Linked DNA regions of Mus musculus: regions 1, 2, 3, 5 and 6 are each linked to region 4. A link is a contact called in public HiChIP or PLAC-seq data. All regions are on one chromosome and are shown on one strand. Each heading gives the region's core, a stretch centred on a gene start, on an enhancer-like site or on the middle of the called end of the contact. The rest is flanking DNA. Distances are from core to core; before and after follow the strand shown. Region 1 has its middle 9.2 kb from the start of Gm26685. Region 2 overlaps Sft2d2 (SFT2 domain containing 2). Region 3 has its middle 18 kb from the start of 4930568G15Rik. Region 4 overlaps Dpt (dermatopontin). Region 5 holds the start of 4930568G15Rik (RIKEN cDNA 4930568G15 gene). Region 6 overlaps Nme7 (NME/NM23 family member 7).

What was found. HiChIP or PLAC-seq counts read pairs in DNA pulled down with a chosen protein or histone mark.
Region 1: an H3K27ac HiChIP or PLAC-seq map of thymic regulatory T cells shows a contact between it and region 4, with 3 times the contacts expected there. The contact joins two enhancer-like sites. A contact is called at or near these places in 1 of 484 Hi-C or Micro-C datasets (the HPC-7 cell line) and 5 of 115 datasets of contacts at active chromatin or transcription factors (the NIH/3T3 cell line, heart atrium, pancreatic cancer cells and 2 more).
Region 2: a contact with region 4 is called in an H3K27ac HiChIP or PLAC-seq map of regulatory T cell precursor, with 3 times the contacts expected there. The contact joins two enhancer-like sites. A contact is called at or near these places in 13 of 39 promoter capture datasets (3T3-L1-derived adipocytes, cranial neural crest, embryonic stem cells and 7 more) and 1 of 115 datasets of contacts at active chromatin or transcription factors (regulatory T cell precursor).
Region 3: a contact with region 4 is called in an H3K27ac HiChIP or PLAC-seq map of regulatory T cell precursor, with 6 times the contacts expected there. The contact joins two enhancer-like sites. A contact is called at or near these places in 2 of 15 datasets of contacts at CTCF or cohesin (the NIH/3T3 cell line and large pre-B cells), 2 of 484 Hi-C or Micro-C datasets (bone marrow-derived macrophages and muscle stem cells) and 5 of 115 datasets of contacts at active chromatin or transcription factors (Th17 cells, extraembryonic endoderm stem cells, regulatory T cells and 2 more).
Region 5: an H3K27ac HiChIP or PLAC-seq map of thymic regulatory T cells shows a contact between it and region 4, with 4 times the contacts expected there. The contact joins the promoter of 4930568G15Rik here to the enhancer-like site in region 4. A contact is called at or near these places in 2 of 39 promoter capture datasets (the SN4741 cell line and embryonic stem cells), 1 of 484 Hi-C or Micro-C datasets (bone marrow-derived macrophages), 3 of 115 datasets of contacts at active chromatin or transcription factors (extraembryonic endoderm stem cells, pancreatic cancer cells and thymic regulatory T cells) and 1 of 9 other capture datasets (embryonic stem cells).
Region 6: a contact with region 4 is called in an H3K27ac HiChIP or PLAC-seq map of thymic regulatory T cells, with 9 times the contacts expected there. The contact joins two enhancer-like sites. A contact is called at or near these places in 3 of 115 datasets of contacts at active chromatin or transcription factors (cardiomyocytes, regulatory T cells and thymic regulatory T cells).

What each region holds. Positions count from the first base shown.
Region 1 is chr1:164,491,890-164,496,349 of GRCm38.p6, reverse strand. No RefSeq gene overlaps it. Among named protein-coding and RNA genes, the nearest start is that of Gm26685, 9.2 kb to the left of the region's middle. Within about 2 kb of position 1,404, at least 50 of the 459 cell types and tissues checked have an H3K27ac peak or open chromatin away from gene starts, as enhancers often do. A contact at or near this core is called in heart atrium, regulatory T cell precursor and thymic regulatory T cells, where this site is marked.
Region 2 is chr1:165,172,765-165,176,785 of GRCm38.p6, reverse strand. Sft2d2 (SFT2 domain containing 2) reads left to right here. Exons shown (of 8, transcript NM_145512.4): 8 at 1-2,445. Among named protein-coding and RNA genes, the nearest start is that of Tbx19, 14 kb to the right of the region's middle. Within about 2 kb of position 2,400, at least 37 of the 459 cell types and tissues checked have an H3K27ac peak or open chromatin away from gene starts, as enhancers often do. A contact at or near this core is called in regulatory T cell precursor, where this site is marked.
Region 3 is chr1:165,108,031-165,112,401 of GRCm38.p6, reverse strand. No RefSeq gene overlaps it. Among named protein-coding and RNA genes, the nearest start is that of 4930568G15Rik, 18 kb to the right of the region's middle. Within about 2 kb of position 1,516, at least 41 of the 459 cell types and tissues checked have an H3K27ac peak or open chromatin away from gene starts, as enhancers often do. A contact at or near this core is called in muscle stem cells and regulatory T cell precursor, where this site is marked.
Region 4 is chr1:164,814,129-164,818,165 of GRCm38.p6, reverse strand. All of the region lies in intron 2 of Dpt (dermatopontin), which reads right to left. Among named protein-coding and RNA genes, the nearest start is that of Gm32569, 11 kb to the right of the region's middle. Within about 2 kb of position 2,600, at least 89 of the 459 cell types and tissues checked have an H3K27ac peak or open chromatin away from gene starts, as enhancers often do. A contact at or near this core is called in heart atrium, muscle stem cells, regulatory T cells and 2 more, where this site is marked.
Region 5 is chr1:165,090,032-165,094,239 of GRCm38.p6, reverse strand. It overlaps 4930568G15Rik (RIKEN cDNA 4930568G15 gene), which reads left to right and starts at 2,310. Exons shown (of 5, transcript NR_040480.1): 1 at 2,310-2,354.
Region 6 is chr1:164,411,867-164,416,348 of GRCm38.p6, reverse strand. The region is part of intron 13 of Nme7 (NME/NM23 family member 7); the gene reads right to left. Among named protein-coding and RNA genes, the nearest start is that of Gm39690, 4.5 kb to the left of the region's middle. Within about 2 kb of position 2,533, at least 16 of the 459 cell types and tissues checked have an H3K27ac peak or open chromatin away from gene starts, as enhancers often do. A contact at or near this core is called in regulatory T cells and thymic regulatory T cells, where this site is marked.

The DNA.
Region 1 (4,460 bases), core at 155-2,654, 320 kb after region 4:
TAAAACCACATAGAGAAGTCTTGGCACACCTATCAGGATGACTAAAGCAAAAATCGTGAGAGCACTAAACGCTGGTGAGGATGCAGAGAAGTTGGGCGGTGCCACTTAGAGAACATTCTAGAAATGATACAATTATATAAATAAAGAGAAAAATAACAGCTGTCAAGAGTCAAGGATGTAGTGAGAGTAGACACATAGGTGACAATAAGAGGACAATATATACCACCATTATATTGATAAAAACACCCTTTCTTTTGACTGTATTGGTATTAAATCCTGATTATATCATGGTGAGATGTACTAGTGATGGGAGAGAAAAACAAATGGACTCTTTAGTCTTGCTAAATGGGTCAATATAGACCATTTTTATACACTTTCACATAAAAACCAAGGTCCCTCGTTGGGGATTGGTTCTAAGGCTTTGATTAGTTGGGAATCTGCATGTCCAAACACTGAAGGCCCTTGTCCCAAGTTGGTTTCGATTGATCAATAAAGATGCCAGCAGCCAATGGTGAAGCAAAGAGAAACAGGGCAGGACCTTTAGATTTGTGCAGGCTAGGAACTGGGAAAAAGGAGACAGAATTGTTATGACTCGGGGGAGAAGGATGGGGCATAGGAGTGGCAGGAGAGAAAGCCAACCTACCATGTGAGAATTCAGGTGGCCATTGTCTATCATGTCCACTGTGTAGTATTTTATAAAAAGAAAAGGAAGCCAGGGATAGGTTTGGTAGAAGTGTGGTATGGTGCAGGGGATGGATTGCCTCTGCGAACCTGTTCTGAGGCATCCCTTCCCCCTGAGGTACCAGCCATGTGACAGGTATAGTATGGAATAGAGTTTATTTACGGCGTGGGGAGTGGAGTGGAGAAGAGGCTGGCCATGAGCACGTGGGGGTTGGGGGGGGGGATGGGGAGAGGAGGGACAGAGAGGAAGAGGATAAGAGAGCAAGAAAGCAAAAGAGCAAAAGAGAGAGGAGGGGCCAAACCGCCCTTTTATAGTGAGTCAGGCATACCTGTTGCCAAGGAACTGTGGGGTGGAGCCTAGAAGGAATGCTAACACACTAGAGTTTCTCTCCTAGGTATCACCTAGCTCTCCTGCTCTATTTCTGTCTTCCCACCTTCCTCCCCTCTCCTTCTCTGGCCCCATCCCTGCCCAGTCTCTGTAAAGTAAATGAAGCATTTGAAGTATCTACTTTCATACAAAGTAGCTTGTTAATACCACTAGTTGAGAATAAAGCCTCTACCACAATTTTTTGAGCCAAATTCGTAGCAAGCTTTATTAAATACCAGCCAGGAACATGGACACTAGCCAGGTCCATTCCCAGAGAATGGCTGAGAATTATGTTAGTCAGGTGCTTATGCAGGCAAACCCCACAAGGCTACGTACTTCCTGCCTCTGTCCAATTGGGCCAAGCATACATTCTGATGTACTTCCTGCGTTCACATCTACCGCCTGTGTGTGATCAAGCACATCCTGTGTTGTTGAGACAACCAACCTTGTTTATAGAGGTGAAAACAGGTGGCTTTGTTATCTTATAAGAGCAGCCTCCAGCATTCCAGAAAGTCATCTGTCCTTGGGCAAGTGGGGTTTGCAGGTTAAAGGCTCTTTTGTTTTATGGATTGCTGAAGCACAATACGTTAAACCTGAAACGTAACTTTAGCTCTCACATTTCCTTATTCCAAGGGAGGTTGCAAAGCACAATGATGCTATGCAGGGCACTCATGAAAATATATATGGCCTAGGACCTGGAACACTAAGCTACCCTGCCCCAGTCCCCAGCTGCCTGGACTTCCTACCTAAGGATACCTAGACCTATTTATTTTCTTTGAGGACAGGATGCCTGTGAGCCAGTTAGCCCTAACATGGCTGCCAGAGTAGGGAGAGACACCATCACAATTCATTTACATGTCAAATGTCTTCCCCACCCCAGGACCACAAGGTTAACAACTGCCACCAGGCAACTGGGAATAGCTCTGACAGGAGCAAATAGCAAAGCAGGCACCGGTCACTGCCAGAATACCTGGGATTCTTTGTCCTTTCACAGAGGAGCCCTGAATATTCACCCTCCCAGGTGAGCCTGTCCCTCCCCTCCGCTCTGCTACCATAAATCCGAAACTACCGAACCCCAAACAGACTGCTCTGGAGGCTTATCTCTTTGTCTCCTATTTTGGGCCAAGAATAACAGTTTTTCCTGTTGCTCAGCCTTGTCACCCAGCCTCTAAATTTAAAAGAGAAAATGGACCCAGTTTGAGGTCTGAAATTTGCAAACAACTATACCACGTGGTGGAATCTCTTGCAACTCAGAAAGGCTTGAGTTAAAATTCCCCCACCTGCCTTTGGACAGATTAACGCTATTTCCACAGGTGTACTTATAAAACAGAGATAATAACCCGTAACTCAGTCCTCTGTGTACTCACCTGCATAGAGACTTGCTCTCTAAAACTTCTTTCTGTAATGGAGTGGCTCCTCCCTTCCGAACCAACAGCTTATGCTGCACAAATTGGTTCCTGCTGGAGTTTTATACTCATGCTTATTATCATTGATGGGAACTTAGCTTTCATTTTAGTAAACACCTTTTAGAACGAGCTTGCAATCTTTGCAAATAATCCCCTAAAGCTTGCTCTCTCTTGCATCCTGCTCTCCTTTCAAACGAGGAGTCTGAGACAGTTATTTGGCTACTGAGGGCAGGAGCCAGTAGGTCTGATTCTTGAGTTTGTGCATTTCCTACAATCTACAATTTCCTACGATTGGGCTTTCACACAGCTTGGTAGAACTTGCCTTCCCAGACTCTGTCCAGGGACCAGCTGGCTTCTCATGCTAGAGCAAGATAAAGTCAGGAGGAGGAACTTCCAGCCAGCCTTGCTTGACAGCCTTCAGGAGCCTGCCCTCCCTCAGTGCTTCACCTTCTCTCCTGGGAATGGGAAATCTCTCTAGGGGTAAGCCTGTGACTCGGGTCCTCCATGTTGCCTCTTGTTTGAATTTTTTTAGATGCCATGTCACACACAGAGAATATCATTGGTGGTGGTGGCTATCTTCCCGTGCTAGTTTTATTGGCATCTCTTCCATGAGCTAGGCTCTCTCATTGGCACTGACTCATGTTGGCAAAGAGAAAGAGACAAAAAACAAGTCAACAGAGAGAGTGAAATACCATCTCTCCCAGAGGGTTGGTTGCTGGCCAAGATGCTCAGGAGTGCCGCTCACTGGACACGAGGACACGCAAGAACTGCGGGATACTCCCTGCCTCTTGAAGAGTGTCCAGGGCCTTCCCAGGAAACAAAACAAGAGAAAAGTTTCAGGCCTAGGGTCCCAAAAGAACCTGAGCTTGAGGCTCAGCTCTTACATCTCAGCCATAGCTGTTAGAGTAAGATAATACTCATTCTTCCCACATCTGCTTTGTTTGTTTTGTAAAATGAAATCGATGGCCATACCATCCCTCCGGGGTCTTTGAACGATGCACATGAGATGAGACAGGACAGGTGCCTGCCACAGTACCTTACCAGCACTGTGCACCCAGCAACACTGCTGTTATATCTCGTGGGACGTGTGATAAGCCAGGGAGAGGGTAGGATGGTGATGATGATATTTTAATTATTATCTTCAAAATCACCAGAGGAAAAAGCTTAAACTTCAAAGGGCACTCCGGAGAAGTTAGCCTCCCAGAAAAAAATTGGCTTCAGATTCTCTGGGCTTAACTAGTTGGAAATTAAACCAGCCAGGCATGGTGGCACATGCTCTCTAGAGGCAGAGACAGGTGGATCTCTGTGACTTTTGTGGCCACCCTGGTCTACATAGTAAGTTCTAGGCTAGCCAAGACTATATAGTGTAATTCTGTCTAAAAAAGGAAAGGAAAGGAAAGGAAAGGAAAGGAAAGGAAAGGAAAGGAAAGGAAAGGAAAGGAAAGGAAAAAAAGGAAAGAAAAGAAAGAAAAGGGAAAGATAAGAAAGATTAAAACACACTTTCCACTTTAGTTAGTATATAACTATGGAAATGTTTTATTTTCAGTGTGATGGGTTTAACTCTTTTATTTTGAAGCTCTTAGAATGAAATCTAGCTAGGTAAGTAGTCTATTGTTCAGACATAGATCTGCTTCTTAACTATTCTGTTATTGCTTTGGGGCTGTGTACCTTTTTGTTTGCTTGTTTGTGCTTTAAACAAAGAGTATGTCTCGCTTTTTTAACTTTGCTACTTGACCAACATTATAATTTTATTCCCCTTTTAAAGTATTATCAGTTCCTTAGCTATAAAATTAGACTCTAGATCACTCATGATAACACATGCAACGGTATTTTACAAAACAGTAAAATGACCTTAGATGCTAAGTTTCAATGACTCCAGGGTGTGTGGTACCTGGGCTCTCTGCTTAGGGCATTCATAAAATGAAGCCGACTTCCAATCTGAAAGTAATATAATAGCAGTAGGATTTGTCCTTCTACATTTACATTTTATTTTCTGAAAGAAGATG
Region 2 (4,021 bases), core at 1,151-3,650, 360 kb before region 4:
AGTTGCCTTAACCCTAGGTTGTTTCTGACCCTGCTTTTGCTGGACTATAGAAGGAAGAAAGCCACTTCATATCTGCTAAAGTCTCCTACCAAGCCAGTAGTATTGATTAAAAGCAACTTAGTGAGTGAGGCTGAAGTGGAGAACTAGCCTCTGACTGTGGCTGTTGGTGTTATCTGTTTCTCCTCCCTACCCTCAATTCTTCCCCATTCACACCCATGGAGCAGGGCATCCCTGTGTTGCCAACCAATGGGGACTGTTGAGTGATCACTGTAGAGGCAGTGTGGTCCTCAGCCAGGCTGGTTTCCAGGTGTGGGCCTGATGCTGCCTTCCCTGGGCTGCAGTCTGGAGTGCTTCACTGAGAACACCATTGTGCCTTCTGGACCAGGAGAGTAGCTTCGGATCCCCTTGGCTGGTCCAACCTCTACTCCAGGCTGACTGTTGGGATGCTGTGGGGTGGGGGCCTGTCCACTGAATCCTGTCTCTCACTGTCCCTTTTCACAGATCAAGCCTAAGGCAGCTTTTGTCTCTCCTGCTCCTCTGTGTGGCTGCTGCTCAGACCCCAGCTCTTAGGCATCTTGTCTTGGGGAAGGGTGAGATGCATCCCCAGCTTGGCCTTTTCAGTGCTTGGGTGTCTGTTTCTCTCATGGTGACTTTGTGGATTATGCCTTAATTGCCACCCCCCTTCCACATAGTCACCGTAGGCTGAGAGAACAAGAAATGAAATCATGAATTGCATTCCATATACGATTACTCTTTAATACTTTGGTTAGAATAAATAATTAGCATCGGGGCAGTATCTGAAATGGATGTGAAGGGCGGGGCTGGTTTGGCTTTTGTTGTTGGGATCCCCGTGAGTGACAGGTTTTGCCGTGCACGGGATGAGACTTGGTGGAATGAATTGGTCAGTCGAGGTGCACCCATGGCTGTGGATTTCCTTTCCTTTGTGCACCCTCTGCCTACTTCCTGACTTTACTCTTCCTCTGGTAACTTCTCAGTAGAGTCAATTACAACCAAGCCTAAAACTTATTTTTAGTTAATTAAAAATAAAATAAAATCAGTGTTTAAAGCAGTATAAAGATGCCTGCTAGACTTTGTGGCAGTTTGGTTTTTACTGTTCAAGTATTTTTTTTTTTAATAAGTTTAATAATGTGCTTATAGATAACATCCTTTTAAAAGTGAATGAACCTTAGCTGAAGTTCATTGCAAATATACATTTTCCCCTAGAAATCTAAGCTGCTTAGGAAGTTTTATTAAAAGGATTGCTTAGGGGGTGATCTTAAAGTACCTGCCAGTTCACGTTTTGCTTTGAGATCTTGTGTGTTTTTCGGCTAGCGAAGGGGGAACGCAGTGGAGTTTGTTTAATCCCAGTTTGCTCGGGGTGGAGTGTTCTGCTTTGAGTATTTCCAGCCCTGCTGTGACTGTGGGAGACATTTGAAATTAGCTGGTGGCAGAGCCTTCCTTCATATAAGCTGACAATATCAAGTCAGATACATTCTGTCAGGAGCTGGTAACTGACAAGGTAGACTCGGGATGCACAGAGTGGCTTTCTGCAAACTGGCTGATCTGAAACCAGAGAAAAATAGGCCCAGTATATAGGAATTCTGTTGAAGCTGAGAGGTCAGCCCATGGCATCAGAACAAATGATGACACATGCTCTGTACTCAGAACAATGGCACTACATGTCTAGAGTGCCTGCCTAGCATGGAGCCTGTGGTTCAGTCCCTGGAAATGCATACACTGGGCATGGTGGTGCATGCCAATATCCCAGCACTTGGGAGGTAGAGAGAGGCAGGAGGACCTAGAGTATATTGGACCCTATCTTTAAAATAATAATAATAATAATCAAAGACCAAGTCTGGTGTTTGGACCCATGCACATGGCTCCATCTGTTAAATGTTCAAAAAAAATGTTTTTTTTTCTGGCCTTTTCATTGTCTTTGCTTTACCTTGAATAAGGAAGGCAAGGTAAACAAAGCAAGCCTCCCTGGACTCCGTCCTTTGTAATTCTGACTGTGAAGTTGCCAGTGAGGGTGTGCAGAAGCCACTGATGAAGGCACTGGCTTCCTTGTGTGGGCCCTGGGCACCTGGGCACACTCCCTGGGAGTAAAACCAAATTCAAATGCCGGTGGTGGATTTGTATGCCTTTAGAACATTGTGCCTGTTCTCATACAGTGAGCTTTCAAAACATTTTGTTTAAAAAAACAAACAATTTTTATAATTGTGTAGGTATAGTTGATTTTGAATGCTACGGATTGTATAACTGAAATTTTATATACAAAAATATATTCTTGAATACTGCCTTTTCTGTCTTGAGGATCTGGTTCATGTGGTTTCGTTTTCCTCCCTTCATAGAGAAAGAGTGTTGCTGGGGAGAGCTACCTCTCCCTTGCACAGCTGTTTCCTCCCCTTTCTTTTCTCCAATAAATGGTAGCATTATGATCCTTAACAAATGTAGTGTTGTCTCTTACTCACGTCTGTTTCTCTGGGACTCACTGAAGCAAACGACTGTAGGATGATGTCTTATTGTACAGTACACATTGTAGTTTTGTTTAACCTCCTACCCACCCCTCCCCCCACGCACACACACAGTTGCTGTAGTCTCCCCTCCCCTAGCCTGAAACCTGCTTGCTCAGGGGTGGAGCTTCCTGCTCATTCGGTCTGCCACACCCACTGCTGGAACCTGCGGAGCCACACACGTGCACCTTTCTACTGGACCAGAGATTATTCGGCGGGAATCGGGTCTCCTCCCCCTTCCTTCATAACTAGTGTCGCAACAATAAAATTTGAGCCTTGATCAGAGTAACTGTCTTGGCTACATTCTTTTCTCTCGCCACCTAGCCCCTCTTCTCTTCCAGGTTTCCAAAATGCCTTTCCAGGCTAGAACCCAGGTTGTGGTCTGCTGGCCGGACACAACAATTGGCCCCAACTAAATTAAATTCATGTTTTAGATCCATCCTTACTTGTCATTTTTCCAGTTTAGACTAGCTTCTAGCCTTTTAACTTTATGGCAATAGTACATCAGAGACTGTATATTCAGACTTAGTAAAATTAGTCATTTAATAGAGTCATAATGATTTTTCTCCTTTCTTCAGTGTGACCAGCCATTCTAACTCAATCTTAGACTGGTCCTAATATTCAGTCCAATGTTAGAGATTCCTATATTCTAAATTACCTAGCAAGTTAATTCAGAGCACATCCCCCACTTCCCCTAGATCCCTAACCTCAGAAGGATTGCTGGCCTTACAGCTAGTGGAAAAAGCTATTAAAGAGCAATTGGTCACTTAATACATTGGTAAAATAGAAGGACCCCCTGACTAACGAATAGAAGGGTCCAGATCCAGTTCTAATTTGGGGTAGGGACTCAGTTTGTGTTTTTTCACGAGATAAAGATAGAGCGCAGTGGCTGCCAGATAAATTAATTTGTTAGATGAACACAGATTCTAAATCTTCTAAAGTATCACCTTGAGGACTAAAATTCCTCTTTTGCTTAAAAGTCGGCTTGAGGACTCAGGCTCTGAAAAAAGCTACTCTCTGAGCCAGCTCCTGACAGGAGGCTGGAGACTAGCCTCAGCTTTACAATTTGCATTTGAATAAAGTACCTGGACTTCCCCAAAATAAGTTCTGCTTTCCTACTTTCTCACTGTCGAGATTTTGTCTTTCAAGCAGGTAAATCAACATTCTCGAGGCGGACCAGCGGATGTGCATCCCGCGCCCCTAGAGCACACAGGTGGCTGCTGTTATCTCCTTTCCAAGGACATTTCCAGCATGTGGCTTTCAGTCTGAGTTAAAAATTAGGTTTACCAAGAGGGCTAGAAAAGTAGATATTTCTATATTAATAAAGATTGGTTTTTATTTTGATAGACAGGCTTAGTCCCTTAGCTGACCTCTGGCTTTTCACCCTTGCTGTTACTGCAAGGTGTCCTTAGCTCAATAAGGCTGTGGAAAAAACAGGGATGAGGAGAAACGACTTCCAGCTCCTATTTTAGCCACAAATCGTGGTGTTACTAACGACATAATTCTTG
Region 3 (4,371 bases), core at 267-2,766, 300 kb before region 4:
GACAGCTCTCATTAGAGCGGGTGCTGTTTCCTGGAACTTGGGCTTCTTAGGCTCCTGAGCTTCAAGAAGATAAATTCCGTTCTTTATAGAGTGATCAGGCTTTGGTATTTTGTTGCAGTAGTTCAAGCAGATAAGACCGTTAGCTGCTGGACAGGTGGCATGATGGCAAAAGTCCTTGTGCGGAGGTGGCTTTGATGTAGCCACTGGGTCACACTCTTTCTCCGTCAGGGAAGGATGCTCTATACAAGATTTGCTATCTTCTCCTTATCTTGTCAATCTGTCATTCCTTTCCTCTAATTGTAAAAAAAAAATTACATTTATTTATTTACTTTGTGTGTGTTTGCATACACAGACACATACACGCACATGCCTTAGTGCATGTTCCATAGTGTGTGATCTAGGTGTGTGCCAGACTCAGGTCACTAGGCTCTGAAGCAACTGTGTTTACCCCTCAGCCATCCCTGCCTGGCATTCTCTCTCTCTAGCCTCCTACTCCTTCTTCCCCGTCTCCTGCTCTCTCCATCTTCTGTCTTGGTAAACTCTCTTTTCTCTTTTGGATGAGTACTTCAGCACAACTTCTTTTGCTTTTTGGTTTTTTCTTCTATGTCTCCTTTTGTTTAGTTTATCCATTTTATCTGTGGAAGGGAAAGGAGAGTTCTGCATCTGGGTGTTGTGGGATATTTGATCACACTGTGAACCCTGAGATTGTGTTGTTTACCAAAAAAAAGAACAATTTCTAGCTGCTGTGTGACAAATCTGCACAAGTCTTTCAATTTTTTTTGAAGCTTGAGGACAATTTTATTAAAAAAAATTAAAAGAAAAACAACAGTTGGCAGTTGCCAGAGGAAGGAAGAGGGAGAAAGGCAAGTGAACTCAGCGAGGGCGGTGCAGCAAGCATCACTGGTAGACTGTCCGTCTGTCCGTCCGTCCGTATGACAAGGTATACCTTGAGCCTCAGAGAAAGCTGAAAGAGACGCTCCAGGAAGGAGAAGTTTGCTTGTCTAAGATCTCAGACAAATGTGGAGATCACAGAGCTACATGGTCGCTCTGAAAGAGATAGCCTCCACACCCTTCTTAACCGGTTTTCACAACACATCCTTTATTCTGTAGTGAGGAAACCCACCACATGAAACTCAGAGGTGGGCAGAAAATCTTACCTGGAAAGAAGAGAACTAATGAGATAAGAAAAAAATTATACCCTAGACAAATTTTCAATATAATATTATCTATTATTAAAATATCATGTATGTATGAATGTTCCATGTGTGTGCAGGTATGCGTTTATTCTGTTATGTACATACTGACCTACTCACCAAACTGGGAACACTCCAAGCTGGGAATGACACCCAAAGAGGCAGACTTCCCCTTTGAACGGGGGAGTCTTATCTCATCCTTTCTCTTTTATCTCTGGGAGCTCCTGTCACAGTGCTTCATGGCCACCTCTCCTGCCTCCTGTCTCTGTCTGTCTGTCTGGGGCACTTTACCACATCAAGGAACCACTTCACCCACTGAGGTCATGCGGCAGTCTGGGAATAGATGTAGCTTTGAAGGAGCTGGCAACAGGGCCCCTGAGGATCTTGGCTCTCCCTGACAGCAGCTGGTGCATGTGAAATGAGATTAAAATGACAAAGAGCATGGAACCCTTTGTCACTTTGCCAGCTTTGGTCAGTGTTATGACAGCTACCACCATTCCACATAGTGGGAAGTTAGGTGGGTAAATGAGCTCTTTTAGTTTTCAGCCCATCCACGCCTAATTTTGACCCACTGCTTTGATTTTGAGACGGTTTGATCCATACAAGGGACTTGGTAGAAGTGAAAGGGACTGTTAGGTTCCCAACCTGGAGAATGGGTCACAAAAAGCTCTCCCTACTTCTATAGAACAATCATGCCCACCGTTCTCACTCGGGGTTTGGGTAAAGGACACTTGAGTGCCCAGCAGTGTGGGGCCATAGATAGATGGTGGATCCATGGGATAGGGTTGGGGATATGAGAGAAGATGTGCTAGCAGGGCACTAGTAGAGCCTCCACAGTTAGCTAGACACCAAATCTGAGCCTGTAGAGGCCTGGCTCTTCCTCTTGGGAGTGTTAGGCATACCCATGTGTTAGGCATACCCATGTGTTAGGCATACCCATGTGTTAGGCATACCCATGTGTTAGGCATACCCATGTGTTAGGCATACCCATGTGTTAGGCATACCCATGTGTTAGGCATACCCATGTGTTAGGCACACCCATGTGTTAGGCACACCCATGTGTTAGGCATACCCATGGCTTTCGATGGTAGCTTTTCTGCAGAACAACAGAGGCATGTGCTCAGCTCTGCATCTTAGTATCCACCACGGGACATGGCTACGGGACATGTTCACGTCTGACGCTTACTATCCGGCATGTCCATGAAGTAGGAGGCATGGCTAATCCCGAGTCTTTTAGCTGAGACTAAGGAACTTTCTGATCAACTCATTCATCTACGATGCCTTCTTTAGTGTTCCCAGCCACAGCGTCATAGCCTCAGTGTGCCCTGTATTGTAGGAACCCGGAGCCGACTCTCTCCTGAGCTCTCTCTGGGTCCAGCATTCTCTCCTCAGAGTACTTCCCCTTCATTCAGATGTTCATGGCATCTCCATCTCAGAGGGGACACTAGATCGGGAAGGCCACCCTCCCCAGGCTCTCCTCTCTTCTGTAGCCATTGCGCTTAGGTGGTCCTCCTAGACTCTGGATTGAGTCACTTGAGCGCAGGAACCAGAGCTAACTCATCTATCTGTGGCTATCAGCTGGGTGTGATGTGTTTAGGTCTTGGCTCAAGCAGGGACAACAGAAAGCAGGGCTGCAGGGAAGAAAGTACACACACTCTGGCTCAGAGCTGAGCTCTGCTATCAGATAGACTGTCTGAGTTTCTTTCTCATTATCGGCTCACTGGTCAGTGAAATAGCCTGCTGAGAGTCTAAATAAGGTTCTAAGCTAAGTCATGAGTTGTCAGCACAGCCATTATCTCCTCAGCTCCAGGGAGAGCAAAGTAGGAAAGGCCTCTCAATGCTTGTTACTTGGTAACCAGGTTATCCGTTACTTAGTAACCAGGTTATCCGTTACTTGGTAACCAGCTGAATGGGGATAGGAGACTTGGCAGTGGTGTAGGTCTACTCTTGTTTGTTCCAGTCAAATGTCTTCTCCCTTCACCTCCAAGTTACCTAGAAAATAGCCTAAAACAAGAACTTAATACTCACATTTTAACTGGGAAGATACCGAGGGTGATAAAAACGGGAGAGAGGGAGGGAGAACAGGAGACAGGGGAAGGTGTTGCATTTCTGTCTGCTTCATATGACAAATCCAGGGGTGGCACAGTGGGCACGTCTATCAGCTACTTGTGTGGTCTCCTCCTTGGTGGTCCTGGGTTGGAAAGATGGTGCCTTGCAGAAATCCATGGACCTGGAGAGAAGAGGGGATTTATCTGCTCAGATTCTTCCGTATCCTATTTGCTGGCTGTGATGGTTTGAATAAGAATGGCCCCCTTGGCTCATATATTTGAATGCTTAGCCACCAGGGAGTGGAACTCATAGACAGGAATAGAAGGATAAGGAGGTGTGGCCTTGTTGGATGAAGGATGTCACTCATGCGGGGCCAAGTCTTCCTTCCTCTCAAAGCCTGCAGGTCGGGATGCAGCTCTCAGCTACTCTCCATCACCATGCCTGCCTCGCCTGCCACCATGCTCCCTGATGGGATGATAATGGACTAAGCCTCTGAAACTGTAAGCAAGGCCCTAATTAAATGAACTCAGTTCCCAGTAAACCACATGGTGGCTCACAGCCGTCCATAATGAGATCTGATGCCTTCTCTGGCATGCAGGCATGCAGACAGAACACTCGTAAATAAATCTTTTTTAAAAAATGCTTTCCTTTATAAGAGTTGTTGTGGTCTTGGTGTCTCTTCACACAATTAGAACAGTGACTAAGGCTCTGAGAGTCAAATCTTCTCTAGATTAACCCCTGTATCTTTTGGTTGATAGAGGTTGTTCGGGCTGCTGTAGCCTATGTCTTGTGTGGCTTATGAGACAGTCCATCCAACCCTGGAATTGTTGGGAAGATACAAAAACTCTAGGATCGTGGATGGTGAGTTGGTGTGTGCTGCTGTGGTGAGACCACAAGAGTCCTGCCCAGTTTTTCTCATTTTCTAGAAGAAGAAACAAGACAAAGTGATTGGAGACCTTTCCCAAGGTCACGTGGGAGGTGAGGCAAATGGCAGACTGGCTCTGGAAGCGTTGAAAAGACCAAGATGCAGGAGCTGAACTTCAGGTAACAGCAAATGAGAATCAGTCACTAACGGGTTTAAAGTTGAATGACCTGAGACAAAGCTGTGTCCTTGTCCAGCTCAGCCCAG
Region 4 (4,037 bases), core at 1,351-3,850:
GAGCCTTCTGCTCAGTGCATAGGTTTCTAGGAAGTTTCCCTCTGCAGTAGCAGAGTCAGCTGACCAGTGACTTTCTAGAGTTTCCCAGAGAAGGTGAGGTGTCTGCCATTGGTATTGGTCCAAATTAGTGTTAACTTTGATTTTTGGTTGTGTTTTGCTTAGTTTTCATCATAAAACCAGGAGATCAAACTTACTTTCTTCCCGAACCTTGAATTAGGGGAAATAGTGAAGGAGGCTGGAAACTAAAGATATGGAAACAGAAACGGTCTCAATCATTAATAAAATAAGAGCCTTCCAAACACCACCCGCAGCAAGAATTTCTTTTCAATTTAATCTAGGATTCCATCTTTTTAGTCCAATAGATATATGTTTATTTACTTCTTTATGATATCACATACACACATGCACGCGTGCACACACACACTGTCCTAATAAATAAAAGCCTGAGTAATAGTTAATCAAGAAAATAAAAGGCTTTAAACTTACAGGGTTAAAACTGAGACAAAGTTTATGTACTTTTTCAGAAAGTCAAGAGAGGGCAGCGGAAACTGGATGATAATGTTTTATTGCACACAGTATTGTCTTCCATGCAGATAAGAGTAAGATTCAGTGTGGTTTCAGCTTTCCTGTGAATCATTGTGCAGTTTCAGACAGGTTTTTGGCAAAGTCCCTCATACAGAGCATTGGCACACATTTCTAGCCCAGGTAAAATAAACAAGTACGTCTGCGGCTTGACAAGAGGAGAAGAAGGGCAGTGTAATAAAGAAATTAGTGTATTTTAAAGTATTTCTGAGAAATATAGGGGGCATATTTATGCTCTTTTCATCAAAAAATCCACTGTGTTTATGTATATTCACATGTGTGTGTGTGTTTGCATGTGCGTGTGACCACATCCATGCGTGTACACTTTCCTAACACTTTCAAAAAGTATCTGTTGGGGTACAGCGTCTCAATTTTTTGTTCCAAAACGTAGAGAAGTGGAAAACTTAAGATTTGTATAAGTTCTTGCACAGACAGGGATGGATAAGACAGGAATAACTTAAAGGATATGAAAAAACTCAGTTTGAACCGAAGGGAGATTGACACAGGACTTTCCCATCTGTGACCTTTGAGTCACAGATCTTGTCAATAGGTACCACTAGACTGGATGAACAGTTGCTGAGTGCATCACTGGCTGGTGGGTATGGAGATGTCTTTGAGGCATCATTGGTGTACGGCATCATACACGTATTTTATGAGCTAATGTTTACAGAGCATAGAAGAGACACTAAGCAAGCATAGGCTTGATATGTTAAGACTGGCTTACAATGTATATGTAAATCAAAGATGATAACTTTCTGACATGCAAAATCCATACTACATCACGACTTGTTCAAGCTATTTTTGCAAAGACAGAATGATAAAACACTGTTGGGGTTTTGGTCTTTTGCTAGGTGTTGTGACGCCACATACTGACCTCCAAGGCCGGGTTGTCCCAGGGATGAGAGAATCTGCACATACACAAAGTAATGCTATGTGAACTTGCTTCTTAATTGAAAACTATTGGTTGAATAAAGGTGCTGACAGCCTATAGCTGAGCAGGAGAGAGGAAGGTGGAGCTTCAATTCTTGGACTGGGTGTCTGAGGAGGACCACAAGGGGAGAGAGAAGAAGGTGGAGAGAGAAGACACCATGGGGTAGGTGAGTCATGAAAATATGACCATGAGGGCTGGCCAATTGGACTTAAGAGCAGCCCAGATGGAATATAGCAAGTAATAACTCAGGGTTATTGATAGGGAAGTAGACATAATAACACATAGGGTAGATATCTGCCCAGCTCCAGTGCTTTTGGTTTCTTTCTTGTTTTCTCTGTGTGTGTGTGTGTGTGTGTTTATATTTCCCTTTTATTTTTTTACATTTTTATTAGATATCTTCTTTATTTATATCTCAAATGTTATCCCCTTTCTTGGTTTCTCCTCCAAAAACCTCCTATCCCATTCCCACTCGCCCTGCTCATCAACACACCCACTTCCGCTTTCCTGTCCTGGCATTCCCCTACACTGGGGCATTAAGCCTTCATGGGACCAAGGGCCTCTCCTCCCATTGATGACCAACAAGGCCATCCTCTGCTGCATAAGCAGCTGGAGCCATGAGTCCCTCCATGTATACTCTTTGGTTGGTGGTTTAGTCCCAGGGAGCTCTGGGGTTACTGGTTAGTTCATATTGTTGCTCCTCCTATGGGGCTGCAAACCCCTTAGCTCCTTGGGTCTTTTCTCTAGATCCTTCATTGGGGATATAAATATAAAGGTTGTGTGTCCTTTATCTGAGAACTGAATGATCAAAGACGGGGTAGAAACCCTCAATTGAGGTTAAATGTTTACTACAACAAAACCCAAATGGACTTACATTAAAAAATAAATATAAATAGACAGGGGCAAAGAAGCAGGTGTCTTGGTCCCTCCCAGAGAGCTGGGCATTGGCCAAATAGGACCACATGCCATGTCCTCTACAGTCACATTAGTGCCCTTGTCTGTGTCGACAGACTGAATTCTGGGAACCTGGGCTGTGAGAGGGAACATAAAATGTTAGTGTCTATCCTCTGTGGCATTTGGGGGTTTCTATTTCAAACGGTTCAGATATGTATCACCACACAGCGGAAGCACAGTTCTCAGGATGTCTGTGACTTAAATTAGAAGAGGAAAGTCCCTGAACTTTTTTCAAATTGCTGTTTTGGAAGGGAGCCTCGAGCTCTTGCTTCAAGCCCAGGGCTGGTCGGCAGTGGTCACATTTGTTTTGATTACTGTTGACAGTCATAAGCCTGGCTACCCTGAGCTGTACATCAACAAGGACAGTTTCACCTCCAACTTCTCCTTCCCTCCAAATAAAGCAAACACCCCCCCCTCCTTCACTTTGCCATTAGATGTCTGCTGTGTTGCTGCCTAACACTTGATCTGTATTCTTATTTTCTTCCTGTGATAAAGGTAAGTGGCTGTACACTATACACATAACATGGGATCTAGAAGTGGCTGGACCTTTCTGAATCAAGCTCACTCTTTTGAAGAGCATCACAGCTTCCATATCTCATGGTCTCCACGAGCACAAGGATGATATCACTAAATAAATCAATATAATAGCCATGGTTCAGAACTTCTCCTAAATCTGTGAAATATACATATTTTCTATCCTTTCACATTTAGTAACTAATTGGATAAAGAAATGAAGGATGTCTTCTAGAGTCCTGTGGATTGAAGTGGACTTGGCTGTGATTGACAGGTTTGCTTTGTTCTAAGTGGCTCAGGTTGGGTGAGCTGATACTCTGACAATCAGACACATCTTTGAAGTGTCTGCGTTTGAAGTCTGAACACAAAACGGAGTATCTCCTATATGCGCAAATAGATGCCAACATTATAAATAGGGGACAGTAACTGTGACAGCTGCTCCAGCTGAGGAAAGGGACAATTGATTCTGCGCAGGCTCAGGGGAGCTGTGGTTCTCCAGAATGAGTGTACACAGGGCAGGGTGGTGGCTGCTTGTGAAAAACAGGAGTACCCACATGCAGTGTGCCCTCTTAAACACTAACATCCAGATTCATTTTATCAAGATATAGGAGCTTCCATCTCTGCAATAATAGCTCCTATGCTAGCTCAGAGCCATCAGTGTGTACAGTTCCTCTTTTTATCAGGCCTCTGGGAAACATGCTACAGGAGACCAGCCAGCCAGGGCAGGCTGACAGACTCCCTGACGGAAGGCCTATGAGCTCATTCCTGACTTGGACACAGCATCACAGGAATGGTCTTGCCAAGAAACCTCATCTAGTGTTAAAATCAGAACAAAGGTGCCCGATTTCACAAAGATTTTCTTTGACTGGATTATTCACAGTGGAAGAGAAGAGACAAATGCTCTCTTTAACTGACTTTTGTTGTTGAGAACTAGGAATGTCCAGGAATTAAGCGAAGCTACTCTCTGCCTTATAAACTGGACATGATGGGGAAGTCAGGGGGGAAATGATGGAGAATGCTGAGTTTGAGTGTCACAGAAAGCCAGTGACAGTGAAAGGCA
Region 5 (4,208 bases), core at 1,061-3,560, 280 kb before region 4:
AATTAAAAGGAGATGGGGTCTAGCTGGAGGAAAGGACATCTTATTCTCAGATCCTTCCTTCCCAGACTTCTCTGTTTCACAGCTGTCCGGGGGGGGGGGGCAGCTTTCCAACTCTACATCCCTCTGACATGATGCACTTACCACAGGCCCAGAAACATAGCCATGCACTGCAATGTCAAATGCTGTGGGCCAAAATAAATCTTATTTCCCAAAAATCAATTTCTCAGGGAGTTTTCCCACACTGACAAGTCATGTCTAATATGCCCTTTGAGCAGAAGCTAGTGTTAGCCCATGGCCAGCATTCCCACATTCAATGGCACAAGATCAAGGGAGAAGCTGAAGTGTAACCTGCTTTCCTCATACCAACCTGCTGTGGTCGTCTGGAGGAAAGACAGCACCAACACCACTAGTACATTTCTTTTAAGATGCATTTTATTTTAAATTATGCGTGTAATTGTCTGTGTAGGTATGTGAATGTTTGAGTGCAGATACCTATGGAGTCCAGAAGAGGGTGTGCAACCCCCTGGAGTTGTAGTTCCAGGTAGTTGGGAGCTGCCCAGCATGTGTGCTGGGAACCAAGCTCAGGCTATCCACAAGAGCAGTACATGCTCTTAACCACTAGGCCACCTCTCCATCCAATCCCAGTTGTGACAGGGTTTCTCTGTGTAGCCCTGGCTGTCCTGGAACTCGCTCTGTAGACCAGGCTGGCCTTGAACTCAGAGATCCCAAGTGCTGGGATTAAAGGCATGTGCCACCACGCCTGGCCTGACACGCTTTACTGTGTCTTATTATTTTGCTCTAGTTTGAGCAAGTTTTGTGTTCAGATTTGGACCCAGGTGTGCTGTCCTTAAGAACCCAAAGTCCTCAATGGCATACATAGTCTCATTGGCCTATCCTTGTTGGCTATAAGGCTGTCTGGGTTAATGCCCCCTGCTATAACAGAGAAGTGACATTCCAGCTCCCCAGCACAAATGATGTTTAGTTTGGTTCACAAAACAGTGAAGGACCACGTTCAACACAGTGACACAGGAACCTAAAACTCCTGCTTTCACTTCTGCCATCATAGGAAAGAGAAGGGGGGAGAAAGGACAGAGATAGCCTCATTCTGGTCTGTAAAGGAACCACTCAGTTCTGAGTCCTTTTGTAGAGACCAGCCATATGGGGGTAGGTGCTAGGAACTGTGGTTTGAATATGGGTCCTTTCCCTTAAAGGTCCACGCATTAAAGGCATGGTACCTGGGGTGGTGCTATTTGTAGGTGCTGTAGACTTCTAGGGCTAGGTCCTTAGGTCTCTGGGAGATTGTGGTTCTCTTCCTACTTTCTAGAGATGGAATGTAGGTAATGGGTTTAGCTGAGAGATCGCCTCCTCTAAAACTGGTTCATATGATAGATAGGAACACCCATTAAGCTACTTTTGGAACCTAAATCTCTTGTTTTTCTCGTCTTCCACAGGGTCTGAGAAGAGAACCACGTCAGTATTACTTTTTTTTTTTTTTTAAAAGAAAATCCAACTCACTTCCGGGTTTGAAAACCTACCCGTCCCTGGGACAACCCCCCCCCCCCCCCCGCCCAAAAAAAAAGCCTGCCTCTCACTCGGTTCCCTGATGTTTCTCACCGAGGCAGAGGCAGCTGCCCTCTGTCTTTCCCAATAAATACCTTGTGTGTGTTCTTGTCATGCGACATTGGACAAGGGGGGAGGTTCTTATGAGAAACACATTCTTAGGTTGCTTTGTAGTTGTGTGGAAAACCAAGAGCACTGGCGTTAACATGGCTACAATGTCATTAGGAGCCACCGGTTATATTTTGCTCATTGGTGACTGAGGTGTCTGTTTTGTGGCATGTGACTGGAGCAAGACTGTGTTTAGACATTATGTTAAGCATAAGGTGGGAATGGGCGAGAAGAGGATTTCATTTATCTTTGGTTAAATTTGCCCATTGGTGCTTTGGGGGTGAGCATAAGCTATCCCTTAGTGTCCCTTCCTTTCCTCTTTCTTGGAATCCCAAAGCAAAGTCGCAGATAAATGGGCACAGAGACATTCAGGACTCCTTCCTCACTTCCCTCTTAAGAGGTCGCAGATGATTTTGGCCAGAGGGTGGCCAGGACTCCAAGGTAAGTGTAATAAAGACTGCGCCCTCTCTTCCGCCTTTGGGTGAGAAGGGTGGGGGTGGGAAGACCGCTCACAGGGAGCTCAGCAACTCAGGGAATCAAAAAACCTGAAAGCCAGGGGAGGAGCTGAGCAGGGGCGGGGTGGGGGCTGTGTTGGTGAAGGCAGCAGCTTCCTTGCGGAGGTGTCCTCCCTCAGTGACGTCAGAGGCGGCTGCCGTTGCCCTGGTAACTTCACCTGATCCGGGGCGGTGAGTGTATGTGCTGATTTCAAGGCTCTCTCCTTTAATGAGGAAGAGCTAAAAATGAATCTCACTATCCCATAAAAAGCATGGTAATCAAAGGCGTTACTACCCGGTACTAGGCGTGTGTGGGTGAAGACAGCCGGGGGCGGGGGAGGGTGGATGATGCTGGAAGGACCTGAAGGACATGTAGGGGACCAGATTTCCTTCATAGAATCAGTTAATGAAAAAGGGAAGCGTGGGTTCATCTTCTAACAGAGTTCTTCATTTCCACCGTTTCTCAGGAAGTTTCCTGTTGAGCCATGTTGTGTATTATCCTGGAGTCCTGCTCTAGAGCCAATTGCTCTGGAACTATTACAGAGCTGAAAATCATGAGAAGCCAGTGCAGTGGAGACCCCGGAAATTCATCCTCACATCATAGGGCTTCTCATCTATTCCCCTTAAATGAGTGTGCACTCCCTAGTCTCTAGATGCAGAAAAGGTCGAGTTTATGATTTTTATACATGAGAGGCATGCATTGGCACCACAGACTGTCCCACCACATGGATAGGAAGCTCCGCATCCTTCTGGCTGTGAGATCTTGGCCCAGCTAACTGCCATGTCCGAACTTGAGGGGCTTTTCAAAATTTGAAGTCCGCTCCACAGAACTTTAAGGAAATACTGACCCGATGCATGCAGTGTGCTTAGCACATGATAGGTACTCAAACTCATGGAAGCTATTTTTTTTCCCCATTTGGAACAATTCTTAAAATGTACCTGGTCTGTTGCAGATATTAGCATACACTAAGGCTTTAAACAAATTAGGAAAAAATAGTGTTTTCCGTTGGCAGAGAAAATGACAGAGGGTTTTCCCTTGATCCTAATGTGACCCTGTGCGGGCTCTCAGGAGTGCACGGCCTTCTCATGGGCATACAGCAGGCCTGGATCTGACCCCTTTAGAAGGCTCCAAAAAGACTATCTCAGAGTCCAGTGCTTTGAAATGCCTAGGTCTTTGAACTAAAACAGTTACAGAGTCTGTCTCCCTGACCCCATGTTCCAGGAGAGGTGAAGGGCTTGCCTTTCATCTGTCCTCTTAGCAGTATAGTAGGTGTGCACCCTTGACCCCAACAGTCTCCCCAAGAAGGAAGATCAGTTTGCAATGGAAACTGGAAGAGACCATACCCAAAGCCCAAACAAACTATCCCCAGGCATGTGCCTTTTTTTGGTTCACTGATGCCCTTTAAAACTCATTTAGCAGTGGCTGAGGAGATGGCTCAGTTGGTAAAGCACTTGCTATGCAAGGATAAGACCTGAGTTCTGATCCCAGCATCCATGTAAAAGCTGGAGCCTGCAGTGTGCCTGTGACCCCAGTGTTAGGGAGACAGAATCTCTGGGACTCTCTGGCTAACTAGGCTAGCTAAATGGCCATGTTTCAGGTTCAGTGAATGACTGTCTCAAAACACCAAGTGCAGAGTGATTGAGAAAGAGCCTGATGTCCCCACCTCTGGTCTCCATATGCACATACACAAGAACTCATGCATATGAACACACACACACACACACACACACACACACACACACACTGTAAGAGACAGGGTTTGAAATTCCCATAGCTGTGACTATGGGAGCCAGGTGAAAGTTCAGTATGTGGCTCCATCTTCTGTCACAGGCCTGCCATCTGCCAACACCTATGATTTGTAAGTTTCAGGTGGTAATTCCAGCCTGCTTTTCTTGTCTGTTTGTTGTTACTAATGTGATTACTTCTCGTGATGTGGTCCTTGTTGAGCTGTGGGCTTATTGAGAGTGATGGAGAACTTGTAAGACTTTGCTGTCATTTCTGAAGCCCATGGGGGCTGCTCAGTGCTGGCTCACTGGGGCTGTTTT
Region 6 (4,482 bases), core at 1,284-3,783, 400 kb after region 4:
GTGAGAGGAAACAAGCTCATAGCTCGAGCCTTAGCCACCTCCCCTGTTGCCTGCCCTTCCTCTAGTATTTTAGAGTCTGATCCATGGAATCCATGGCTTTCTTTAGCATGCACATCATTTCCTCTGCTAGAATAATGGGATCCTTTTGTTTTTGTTTTTTCTTAAATCCAGTCTATAATACTCAGAGCAAACCTTTATCCTCCAAGAATATCACCTGACTTTCATGTTAGGAAAAGGCTAAATTTTTTTAAGATGCCATGACACTTGCGAAGGATCTCAGCATTTACTGTGTGAGGGGAAAATGACCCATTTCAATGACAATCTTTCCTACAGACCATTAAAGTCACTGGGAGTGGAAACTGCCTTACTCAGCCCTAGACAGGGTGGCCGTAGTAAACATATAAAACGGCGAAAAGGGGCAAAGTATATAATGTAGAAGATCTAAGGGGACATATGGCTAACACCCTTCAGCTAAGAAAACAGATCTATCAGCCAGTGAATATGTCTGCAAAGGCTATTCAAAACAGCCGTGTCACCAGGTCACTGAGCTCCTGGGAAAATGGCAACCAAGTACTGAATGCCGAGCTAGCAATGCTGGTGTTGCTATTGCTACAGAAAAGTTATCACACAGGCAACGGAGCAAAAGATTCTTTATTAAAACAACTTGAAGGCAAGCTCAGAAATCTACCAGCACAAGGGCATCAAGGAGAGCCCCACCATGCTCCCTGTGTGTGGCATTTCGTAACCCTTTGCTGTGTGACTTGTAAGCAGCAGATCTTAGCTCTCAGGTACTGATTATACAGTAACCATGGAGTTAATGTGCAACAGGTGAAGGGGAGGACTTTGCTCAGAGTTTTGGACAACTGATATTCTAAGCAAAGAAATGATTTTGTGGCTTTAAACCTGCAGGAGTGATTCATTTACTCAGTGGATTAGGCAATTTGCAGTTGTATAGAAGATGCTAATAGGGCAGATGTTTTATCACCTGCACACCACTATTATATAACAGTCTGAGCACGTGTAATGGGTTTTCACTGTGTACTTGATGCAATTTGATGAGAGGGTTAGTCCATACATTTGTTCTCACCACATTTGTTCTCACGCACTCTTCTTTCCTGCGCTAGATTCTTTTATTGTTGGAGGTAGCGACTGTAGCCCAGGAAATGGTACAGTAGAGGCAGTGAAAGAAATATCAAAAACTTCATTGAAAGAATGCTCTTAACAGTTTTTTATTTTTTTTTTTTAAACTTCACGTGCATTGGTGTTTTGCCTGAATGCATGTCTCTGTGAGGGAGTTGGATTCTCTAGAACTGGAGTTTCAGACAGCTGTGAGCTGCAATGTGGGTTCTGGAATTGAATCAGGTCCTCTGGAAGAGTAACCAGTACCCTCAATGACAGGGTCATTTCTCCAGTCCTTAGGAGTACCCACTGAGAGTCCATATGCAGCTTTCTTCCAGGGCACTATAGTGATGGGAAGTTCCATGGATAGAGTAAACTGTGTCCAATATATAAAATGACCGCCCAAAAGAAGACTGAAGAGCCATTGAACCAGAATGTCTACCTCAAGTTAAAATGAATTGAAAAACAAAACTATAGAATGCTATAGATATCTACCTATATATCTCTGAATTTTTAAAACTTCAAGAAAGAATAATGGTATCTAACACACAGTGCACACTGAGCTAAGTAAGACAAAGCTGAAATGTGAGTGCAGGAGCCCCGGGGAGAGCTGAAGAGCATGCAGACAGAATGTTTAATATTATTGCAGGCTGTGAACTTTACATTACTCTCCCTCAAATGCTTTACAAATTTGTATTTTTCAAGAATCAGTCATAATGCCAGGCGGTGGTGGCACATGCCTAAATCCTGTCTCAAAAAAACCAAAACCAACCAAACAAACAAACAAAAAGAATCAGTCATAATGTCTAAGGCAGGCTTTCTGATATTTTTTTTTTCTTTTTTTGGTTTTTTCAAGACAGGGTTTCTCTGTGTAGCCCTGGCTATCCTGGAACTCACTCTGTAGACCAGGCTGGCCTCAAACTCAGAAATCTGACTGCCTCTGCCTCCCGAGTGCTGGGATTAAAGATGTGTGCCACCACCGCCCAGCTGCTTTCTGATATTTTATTTTATCTACACTATAAAATGAAAGCTTTGATGCATCCATGATTTGGGGCCACAGAGGCATTCTTCATGAATTAAGGAAAAATGAGCGTGCTTATCTCTAACTGTACATTGACTCACTAGGACTACAGCGAAACCCTTTGGAGGACTGCACAGCAACCCTGCAGTGATTGACGCACTAAGGACAGACCACAATGCACACCCTGTCTGGTTACCTCTAGCTCCTTCCCACGAAACAGCGTCAAACCCAAGAAGAATTATCTTTATCTCTACAACCATTTGTCAATAATTCTATTACTGAGAATTAGGTGCTAAGTTCCTGGGCTACAGGGAAGCACGTGGTGCCTGCTCTCCAAGAGCTCTACACTGAAGAGAAACAGCATAGGGTGAACAGTGCTACTCCCGAATGTCAAGTGCTGCAGGAGAGGTACGGACAGGATGTGGTTTTGTTCATCAAACAGGAGCATTGAGAAATGTGCACTCACTTAACAAATAGCGACGACGTTCTCCTCACAGGTAAGCGGAGTGAACTTCAAATGATCCTTTCTCACTCCAGAGAGGCACAAGAGCTGCAGGGCTCTTGCTCATGGCGGCACAGTAGCCGATAACTGAGGGATTATAAACTAAGTAATTTTGTAATTTTCATTTAAAATAGAAGAAACAAGTATGGGGAAAAAACATAAGGAGGAAGCTGGAGAGATGGTTTAATAAGTAAAAGTACTTGTTGCTCTTCCGGAGGAATTGGGTTTGGTTCCCAGCACCCACACGGTAGCACACCAACCACCTGTAACTCCTGATCCAGAGGATCCAGTGCCCTCTCCCGGCCCCTCAGGCATCAGGCACGCATGGGGTGCAGACATCACAGGCATACATGCAAGCAAAGCACTTACACACGTAAAATAAAATAAAATAAAATAAAATAAAATAAACGAGGCCTTAAAAATGAAAGTAAACAAGGGTGGGCCATGCTTCTCAATCCTTCTGCTTCTCTCTTAGGAGACCGAGAATTCTAGCTCCTTGGTAATGTCCTCCCTCACAGTTAGCCCTTCTACTGTGGTTCTCTGCTCCGTCACGTGCTCAAGAGACTGCACAGAGAGCCATGAGGTTAGGGAACAAACTCTGGACCCACACTGCCCGGGTTCGATCAGTAGCATGTCATGCCCCAGATGAGTGGCTCTGAGAAAGCGGCTTCAGTAACTCAGTTGTAAAAGGAGTTATCTCATGTACTTCATTGCATTCTTGCTCTAGCTTAGCGAATGCATACAAAATACTTAGATTAGAACAATTCTTGTCGAGAGGCCAAGCCTCTTTACAAGCTAGCTTACACTGATACCACACAGATAAAAAAGCAAAATTGGAGCTGGAGAGATAGCTCATTGATTAAGGGAGTTGCTACTCTTGCAGAAGACCCAAGTTCAGTTCCCAGAATCCACTTCAGGCAGTTCACACCATCTGTAACTCCAGCTCCAGAAGATCCAACACCTCTGGCTTCTCTGGGGCATCCTCAGGCACACATATCCCTACACAACCACACATACCTATGTACAATTAAACATGATAATCAAAATTGTAAAAAAGTTAAAAGCAAATATAAAATCAATAGTCAGATGGTATGGAAGACTATAAATAAATAAATAAATAAATAAATAAATAAATAAATAAATAAATAAATTCTACATCAGGCTGAATTTTTAAAAGCAGTCACAAAGGTCTGAAGAGATGTCTTTATGGCTGAAAGCACTTGGTGCTCTTTCAGAGGACCCTGGCTCAGTTCCTAGTATTCGCATGGTAGTTCACATCTTCTGCTCCAAGGGGTCTGGCACTCTCTTCTGGCCTTCATGGGTACTGTGCTCACACAGTATACTTGTGTGTACCATAAGCAATATACTCATCATAAGATAAAAATAAATAAAGTAGCCGGGCATGGTGGCGCACACCTTTAATCCCAGCACTCGGGAGGCAGAGGCAGGCAAATTTCTGAGTTCGAGGCCAGCCTGGTCTACAAAGTGAGCTCCAGGACAGCCAGGGCTATACAGAGAAACCCTGTCTCGAAAAACCAAAAATAAATAAATAAATAAATAAATAAATAAATAAATAAATAAAGTAGCCACAACAAGACCTTAGTGAATCACTATATCAAGTAAGCATTTTTCTCATTGTATTTTAAAACAGATAAATAACACTTTCTTAAATTAAATTATTCTTAATTCAAAGACAGAAGCTGACTTTGCTATTGACAAGATGAGACGTCCAGATTCTGTCTGGTAGCTCCTGGGTGGTTGAATTCATGTTCACGGTAATCAGAGCAGGAAACTTCATTGCCTATTGTTTACAGAAAGTTCCTCACATGGCTTTAGTATC